2 separate regions of the Zea mays genome follow, and region 2 is linked to region 1. A link is a contact called in public Hi-C data. All regions are on one chromosome and are shown on one strand. The core of a region is the stretch at or near the end of the contact, and the rest is flanking DNA. Distances in the headings are between cores, read along the strand shown.

Evidence for each region. Hi-C and Micro-C count contacts between places; a contact is called where the count stands out from the background.
Region 2: a Hi-C map of leaf shows a contact between it and region 1, with 6 times the contacts expected there. The contact joins the promoter of LOC109941050 here to the promoter of LOC100501627 in region 1. A contact is called at or near these places in 4 of 25 Hi-C or Micro-C datasets (ear, endosperm, leaf and 1 more).

Annotation. Positions count from the first base shown.
Region 1 is chr7:40,795,871-40,800,528 of Zm-B73-REFERENCE-NAM-5.0, reverse strand. It overlaps LOC100501627, which reads left to right and starts at 2,683. Exons shown (of 7, transcript NM_001196310.1): 1 at 2,683-3,291; 2 at 4,644-4,658. The coding sequence starts at 2,722.
Region 2 is chr7:41,147,268-41,151,925 of Zm-B73-REFERENCE-NAM-5.0, reverse strand. LOC109941050 (L10-interacting MYB domain-containing protein-like) reads right to left here and starts at 2,402. Exons shown (of 2, transcript XM_020541524.2): 1 at 2,038-2,402; 2 at 1,195-1,954. The coding sequence starts at 2,343. The coding sequence ends at 1,817.

The sequences.
Region 1 (4,658 bases), core at 1,434-3,933:
CCGAACTTGGCGGGCCTATTCAGATCAAGGTGATCCTGAGCTTCTCGACGAGTCTGTTTTGCCCGGGCCCACCTACCAGATATGAGGAGCATGCGCGAGCTGTGGAGAGAAGAAACCGGTGTAAGATGAGGGGCTTCACGTGAGATTTTGAAACGGAATGCAGAACAGATTGGCATTTTGAGCACATCTAGCAGCAAGACATGGAGCAACGTGGATGGTGTCATCGTTACAGCATATATATAAAAAAGGGGAAAAACAAACATGGGAAAGAGATGTGGGCTTGGCTTCGGATAGTCAGATTGGATGAGCAAGAGTGGTCATGGGATGATGCATGTCGAGGTGAGGCTTTAAGCCTTTTTTTAATTTCTTGTTTCTTTTTTCTTTTTATTATTTCTCTATTTTCTGTTTTTATTTTTCAATTCCAATTTCAAATGAGTCCAAATTTCTATATTAAAAGCACATGCAAAAAGACTCCATCATGCAATTTTTTTATGTTAGTTATTTATTATCTCATTTTATTTATATAAATAGTTCAAACAACACATGTAACCTAGCATGAAAAAAATCATGTAAGATGTTTTACCATAATAATTATTCAAGAAAATAATTGAAACACATATCCAAAATTTTATATTTAACATTTATTTAACTTTTAGGAAAATAGTTTTAATTTATAATTTTATTATAAAGACTCTTTAAATTTTAAATTTTTAGAGAATTTTCCTGAATCCTAAGAATAGAATTTTGGTGTGTTATAGCAGGGGCCGGTGTGACCACCGCTCGTCGAAATGGCATTACTTGTGAGAATAGAAAAACGATTCATTTGTGTGTTAACGGATGGTAAAGGTGGATAATTTTACCCTATTCATGAGTTGAAATTATTAATTCATGAAGTACCCTTTTAGGTACTGCACACTTAAGTTAGGAGAAAGAAACTTTATGCTTTGTATAAAGCAGAGTTGTTGAAGTTGATACTGTTTGGCTAGATGTTTATAAAGCTAAGTTGATTTTTGTGAAATGAAGGAGTATCAAACATCCCTAAGAGCAACTCCAAGAGCTATCTAAAAAATCGTTCCTCAAAACACCATATTGGGGGCTGTTGAAAAATAATTCCTCCAAAAAAACTATATCCACATCAGAATGCTAATAACTAGTCCCTTAAAATTTTAAACTCTTTGCTACTAGACGTTGCCTGTCATCAGTCTTTGCGCTTGCTGCCTTCGATTCTGCTGATAGATCACTTTTGCTCTATTGAGGCCTGGCCTGGCCTCTCTTCGCTAAGTTCCTGCTTGACAAGTTGACATCAAGCTAGTTTTATTTTGCAATGGTCTGTACTGCAGAATGTTCATTTAATCAGTTATGTTTAAACACGGGAGGCCAACTAATAAATTGATTTGTTGGAGTTGATTAGTAATGCAGTGGAGGAGTTTACAGAATTCTCGCCTTCTGCAACATCTATCATGGTTCTTTGAGTATTATTCATCATATATAAGTAGAATTGAAAATAGTAAAACAAAACAATAGCCGAGACACATAAAATAGTAATCGAAGAAGTCTAAACTAGGCGACAAGTCAGGCAAATGTTCATGAAAATGAAACCGTTGTCATCCACCAACACAGGCAAGTCCTTATCATTGCCTGCTCCTGCGTTTGCCCCATCAGCAGGAACCGCCACCACGAGGGAAGAACAAGGTACTTGATGAGCAGAGTGCAGTCCTAATCACTGTCTGCTCCTACGTTTTCCGTCGCAGCTGCATTCAAGCCCTTACCGCAACCTGCATGCATGTCGTCGCCGCCGGAGAGGAGCAAGAGGGAGCTAGTATGGGTGGTAGGTGCGGGTGGCGCACGCACCCGGCGATGACGGGTCGGAGGCAGAGGCACGCAGGGAGGGGAGCACACGATGGCGTTCGGGGCGTGCTTATTGAGGTCGGGCCGTCGGGGAGGATCTCGACGAGCGGACGCGTGATCCCGAACGGCGCCGCTGAAGTTTCTCTCACCGCCGCCGACGCGGGAACCAGCAGCTGATGCGCGCGCTCGGCGATTGGGGAAGAATCCGTCACACGCAAATTTACGAGAGGCAAGCCAGTCGATGCGGGATGCGAACAATATTAGGGCAAGAACAGGGAACTGTTGGAGGGCTTAAAATGAGTTTTTTTCCCTTAAAACGTTTTTAGTGTTAGTTTACGGGTTCTCTTGGAGATGCTCTAGGGGCGGATATAACCCTGACTCCCTAAGACGCTGGTTCGCTTTTCTAAGTACCTGAGACACTTAATAGACTTTGTGATATAACCCTGAGCCTCTAAACCATAAATGCAATTACAAAATAATATGCATGGAGGGTCGAAGCCTGTCTCTTATATTTTTTTATCTAACCCCTAAAAACTCCTAAAAATCTATATAACTAAATGGTTTTTTGAAAAAATAGAAATTTCTTAGAAAAATTGAGGTTAACGAAGTAGCTTTTAACGGGATATTGCCCTTGATAACCCGCACGTCCGTTCGGCATCCAGAGTTTCCAGACTCCACTTCAACAAGAAGACAAAAAGCGCAAAAGCTCGCACTACGAAATGCCCAGACTGCCCCCGAAAACCCGCACCAAAACGTCAAAACCCCACGTCTCCATGAGTCCATCAGTCCATGACCCATTGCTTCTCCTCCCCGCTCGCTCTCCCCCGCGCTGTACTTTCTCTTCGGCGAAAACCCCACAACCACCGACCAGAGATGGCCGCGGTGAAACCCCAACCCCATTTCTCGCCGCACGCCACCTTCTCCGCGCCCGATGCCGGACCTGCCGACACCGGTTTCGCCGTCTTCCGCCTCCTCCTGCCCTCGTCCTTCTCCGACGCCGACACCATGCGCCTCTACGCCGCCGTCAACCCGTTGCGCCGCCGCACTGCCACGCTGCAGGTCCGCGTCGAGCCCCTCGACCCCGCCTCCGCGGGCGGCCGTGTCGTCGCCGCCATAGTTGGCCCCACCGTCCCCGTCCGCCGCGTCGAGGCCTCGTCCTCGTCCGCGGAGCCCCTCGCGCTCTCGCCGGCGCAGGAGGCGCTAGTCGCCGTGATTGATACCGAGGGCGCGCTCTGCTGCGCAGTCGAGAAGGAGGCTCGCGGCAAGGCCCGTCCCGGGTGCATCACGTGCCTGCTCCTGGTCGATGCTGACCGGCTCGAAGCTTCGACCGGGAGAGGCGTCATGGAGAGGATCGCCCTGGAGGCCGGCGCCGACGTGCGCGTCGCGATGTGGGAGGAGGGCGCGCAGCCGCCACGGGGGCAGCCGCTTGAGGAGGTTGTCGAGGTATACTGGCTATTTTCTCTTCTACAATTCTCTTAAGCTGTTGGTTGTACGTGCTACACTTGAATACTTGATACTTACTAATCGTTCAAAAAAAAAACTCGACCCGGGGTGCATAGATAGAAGGTCACAGCGAACGGTCCCGACCGATCCCGACCGAGAAACCCCCTAACCCTGCCATCCTGTCACTAACGGGGTGACTCACAGGCTGCCCACACAGCAAAGGCACCCAGGCCGACGTTGCCACAGCCGAGTCGCTCCCCCGAGAGCGAGCGAGAACAGCGAGGGGATTTTTATTTGTGAGAAATCAGGGGTCGAACCCCCGGGGGACCTCGCCGGCTCGCCGCCTTCACCACCCGGGATAAGCCCGGCCCTCGATACTTCCTAATTGTTATTGTGCACTGTGCATTGCAAATGCTCTTTTTTTGGGGACGTGCGGATTACGATTGCATACTGTACGTGAACTCACGCGTTTGGACTAGTGCACTGTCATGGAAAAATGATTGAACGTCTTTGTTTACATGGACATAGGAGTCCTAACTATAATTTAACAACGTAGAAAAGTGCAACTTATTTAAAGGTGCAGCTTGCTCTTTGCTGCCGTATGAGTAGGTATAGTTGTTTGTTGCTACGCACCATACCTACCTTTATGGATGATTTTCACGCAAGCTTGCACAATGTGAAGTCCAAAACACAAAGGTATTGTGCATCGAAGCTAACAATACTCTTGAGATTCTTTTGGATTTGACATGCTGTGCACTTTTTCCAGTGTAATATTATTTTGTTGAACTGGATCCATTTTGTTCTCATTGCATCATTTTAGTTATGCATTACCAGGTCGTGGGGTCGAAGCAGCCTCTCCGCTTTTGCACGGAAAGGCTTGCCTCGGTTTATTCCTTCCTCAGCCACTGGGTCTGTCCCTGCCACTGGGTCTGTCCCTTTATTGTTTCAGTGTTGCATTCATAGCATCTGGAGGTGCATCATGAGTCCATTTCTGTCTTTGTTTCCATGTTGGAAGAAAATATGAGTAACTTATAGGATACTATAGGTCTATAATATCTAGCCCAATGAATCACATATAACAAAACTTTGTTCTTGTATCACCTAATACACTGTAGCAATGAATAATCTACTTGGTTTCTGATTCATTTGCTGCAAAACGAAATTATGCAATATGCATAAAATGGCTTGCTAAATAATCAGGGACTCCCATTGAACTTTTTTGTTTGAAAGGTCTATTCTGTGGAGTTTCAATTCGATCATATGAAACTCAGAAAATGCTTAATTACCATGAAAGTTTATTGCTGTGATTTGCTACTCAACAGTTTCAGTTGATGTTTCTTATTATTTTTCAGATAACTGGAGATAGA
Region 2 (4,658 bases), core at 1,153-3,652, 350 kb before region 1:
CGGATGAAATTGTGAAGACACATTGCAGCAGCAACAATCATTTTTTGTTTGTCCATAGGATAAGTTGGCATCTTAAGAAGAATTCTCCATTTCATCTTCCATACACCAAATGTGCGTTCAACAACATTCCGTAGACTTGACTGTAAATGATTGAAGAGCTATTGCTCACCATTAGGTGGAGGACCATTTCTCCATTCCGGAACATGATATCGTTGCCCTTTGTACGGGGCCAAGTACCCATCCCTATTTGGATATCCAGCATCAACAACATAGTACTTTCATGTAACATACATTATACTTGAGTTAGAACCTTGAAAAATATGTGGACAAAAAGTAGACCAATTTTTTGACATTTGTTTACCTAGAGGGGGTGTGGAAATAAATCTTCATCAGCTTCAAGCACATGGTACAACACAATAGTATCATGCATGGAGCCAGGTTGTCCAATAGATGCATATATAAAGCGCATATCAAAATCAACAACTCCCATCACATTTTGAGTAGGTTTACCAGACCTTCCCATGAACCTGATGAAGTCTTTCTTTGGAGGCGTTGCATTTATATGAGTGCCATCAATTGCTCCAATACAACCCTTAAAAAGTGAGGCCACATTCTTTGATCATTGGTAATTCTTCTATGCACTATATGGAAATTAGGGTCCTTTGGTTGTATGTACCTTTTTGACATTGCTACCATGCAATTCAGGACATCACTGAATTTTCTGCTAATTGTTTCATTAGAGTGCTTGAAATCCTTTTGGACGGCAGTGAATGACCAAGCATGACCACAAATAACAAGAAACAATCCTAAAGATTCCATAGAGCTCATATGGATGGAAGAGGATAGACCAAAGTCTCTTACCAACTCATCATGCAAATTGTATAATAGAGCTGGTTCCATCCTAAACATGTTGTAGCATTCTTTTGGATTGTTCAATGCTTCCATGACCCAAGAAATACCAGAAAATGTTGTTGCCCTTGGCTCATTCTTATCAACATATGATGCATAATACCATGATAAAAGAGATGCAGTAGCCACAATATTTTTTTTGGTTCCCAATAATAACTTGAAGAACTTTCAAGTCTTCTGAATCACTTGAGTCCCTTTCACTATCAGAAGAAGAAGAAGACATATGTATACATCAAAGGAATGAGACAACAACAAAATATCTTAAAAACAAAAACCAGTGAAAAGGGCAGCAACAAAATAGATAACAAAAAATAGGGCAACAACAAAAGTGATACAATCCATCCACAATAATGTCACAACAAGTTCAAACCGGAGTAAAAAGGATTAAACAGATACATAGTAGCACTGAAAATGGGACATAGTGCTACAAAAAACTACAGATCCTAGTGACTCATCCTAGTGACCCAATCATGTTTCATTGTAAGCCAGTTGAAGCGTTCTTCCGGTGTGTCCAAAGTCGTAAACATCTCCCTCTCTGCCCTCTTGACAAAAACTTGAGATGCTATGAAGTGTTCTTTTGTTCTTGGAACTGCACCACACTCCTTCACCAGTGCCATGACATCTCTAATGGAGCACCCATTGTCCTCCTTTCTTGCCAAAGACTCAACGGATGTTGTGCTCTTCTCACTTGCTATCACAAGTTTGCTCAATTGATCTTGCACCAATGTCCTCCCAATGACCTGGGCTTTTTACCCTTGTCCTTTCGACCAACAGAAACATGACGCTTTCCTTTAGCAGTTGTAGGGGAAACCTCTTCACATTCTTCACATTCTTCATAGTCTTCATCCTTGTCATCATTGGCCTCATAGTCTCCATCCTTGTCATCAGTGTTCTCAGTGGTTTCACCCTACAGAATTTGTGGTGTAGTACCACTTGACGGAGCCCAATGATCATCTCCTATGTTCCTAATATCTTCATACATGATGGCTTTTTCTTCCTCATGCAACAGAGGCCCATCTTTAAACTTGGCAATTCCTTTGTATTGCTACACATTAGGAGAAAGAAGATGTTAGACATATAACATGTAACACAAGATGCAATAAATACAATTATCAAAAGTTCTATTACCTTATTCAAGTTCTTCCACCTTTCATTTGTCGCACTCCAGGTTTTTTTCGCGGTGTCCCATCCCAAACCAGTTTCCTTCGATAGTCTTTTCCAATTTGTGTACTCAATCCTCATCTTGTCCCATTTCTTCTTGAACTGCATTTTGGTGTAGGACAACCCAGACTTTTCTTTGAATTTGTCCATCACATTTTTGTACCCTATTTTATTTAAGTGGATACCAGAACGGTTGTGCGCCTTCACTTGTTCGGCGAACAATTCACACACTAGAGCAGTGTTATCTTCATTCCAATCGACACTATCACCCATATTGCTGTAAAAAAATTAAAATCTAAAACAAATATATGCAGCTACCAAAAAGGAATGTGTTCTACCACAGGCCGGTCGTGGATAGCAGAGCAGAGCGGCACCGCGTCTAGCGAGCAGAACGGCGGGACGAGCAGAGCAGAGCAGGGAGCAGAGCAGAAAACCGGGACGAGCAGGAATCGCGCCGCCCCCGCGGCCGTGATCCACGTCTGGCAAGCCAGCCTGAGGCGCCGCGCAAAGGGCAGGCACCTCTGGACGAACACACAAGCACACGGTCAGAAGAAGCACGTACCTGGGAACCGCAGGATAGCAGACGCGGTTGGAGCTCTCGCTGGAGGACGACAAAACTGCTAGAGATGGGCGAAACCCTAGCCGCCGCTCCCTTCAGCGACAGACAGGGGTCACGGGACAGAGGACGGGCGCCGTGGAGGGTTGCGGGAGGGGCTCGTTATATTTTTGTCCAATGGCAATTGCGGGTAATTTCGATCAAACTTTAAGGGGAGGTCCATATTTGGTTGATTGAGGAGCTGTTTTAAGGGAGGGTGGAGCAGGTTTTTTAGATCCCACATTTCTTCACAAAAACAACTCCGAATCTTTTGGCTCCATACGAGAATCAGTTAAAAAAATACCTGTTTGGCACAGCTCCTCCAAATCCTCGCTTAGAATCAGGAGCTGGAGCTGTGCCAAACGGACCCTAAGTATCCCCAGGTCATCTAGGTCACTGGATGGGCGAGATTTGACCGGGTTTTTCGAGTCCATCCGAGATCAGCGCGGTTGTTACGCGGACTTTCGGGCAGTGAGGGGCGATGCTGACCATGGCGGTCCACACGTTAGCTGCTCAGGTAGGAGGGGCGCGAGCGCGACTGGCTGGCACTCGGGCCCCACAAAACAGCGAGTATCCCTCATCTCTCTCAGGTTCGCGGACGCCGACCTTCCGGGCCCACCAGCCAGTCACTCATCAGGTTCGGCGCACGTCGTTTGGGCCGCGCGGGGACAAGAGCGGAAATGGGCCTCCAACGGAATTTGACCCGCGCGACTGGTTTGATCCTTCTCTATCTTTTTCTTTTTCCCTTTCTGTTTTCTTTTCTTTTTATTTTTATATTTCAAATTTGAATTCAAATTTTGTTGTAAAATTCACACTTAGATTAAATGCACAAATTAAAATACCAGTATGAAAAGGTATATTTATTTATATATATTTTTATAGTGTGTATTATTTTCCTTTCCTTTTCTATGTCATTTCAATCTCTAGACTTCAAATTAGGTTAAACCCTAATTTCAGCATTAATTAAATGCACAAGCAAAATCTCCAACATGATGCATAGATTATTTATGTATCTCTAGTTAATTTAGGCACTTTAAGTATGATTATTAATATTTATCATGAATAGAGGGCAATACACATAAGGAGATTAACTCTTCTCTTATTATCCACAAGTTGGGTATTGCAGTCCGCGATGGCGCAGGGGTCGTCCTCTTCGCAGTAGACCTAGATCTTATCTCTCAGGAGGGACCCTGCCGAGTATGAGAGATTCTAGGGTGTGTTTTGGCATCAACAGGCCACACAAGGCGCCTCTAGTCAACGTAGAGTCAAAGAGAGATAAAGAATTGAGGTAGAGGAAGGCGCTCGCACCAATCGACGTTCGTCGTCCGGCGCCCGTGCCAAGAAGGTGGAGGCGTGGAACCGTGCACCTGTCGTGGTCCGTGGAGGTGCGGCATCGGGACGAAGGCATAAGCATCAGGCGTGGATGCGCGATGCCAAGATGAAGGCACGGGAAGTGAGCAAGCCTTTGCGTGAGTGAATTAGGCCTCTTATGGTTTCTTTTGGGCCAAAAATGTATACCTATATAAAAAAGTTTTGGACTACGACCCGTGCCATGGCCTAGGTGGTTCGGACCTAATATTCACCCCTGAGGGCTAGTTTGGATACTTTGGGATTAGAGTGTTTTGAAGGGATTGGAGAGGGTGTAAATCCCTAATAGATCAAATACTCTCTCAATACATCTCAATCCACTCCAATCCCACTCGTTACTAGAGTATCCAAACTAGGCCTGAACAGGTGTATGAAAACGAACGGGGTCGAAAATATTAAGTAGAAACTCATAATTTAATACAAACACACATGATATTGATGCCTAACTGACGAATGACTGGCAGAGCAACAATATGGAATAAATAGATACAGAGAGGCAACACTCTATTATTGTTTGCTTGCTAGTGGTATACATATAGTTATGACTGATGTTGTTTAAGCCTTTAGGCCACTTGTCATTGAGGAGAGCCGGTGACTAGAATGACCTCTTGTGCTATAATTTGTA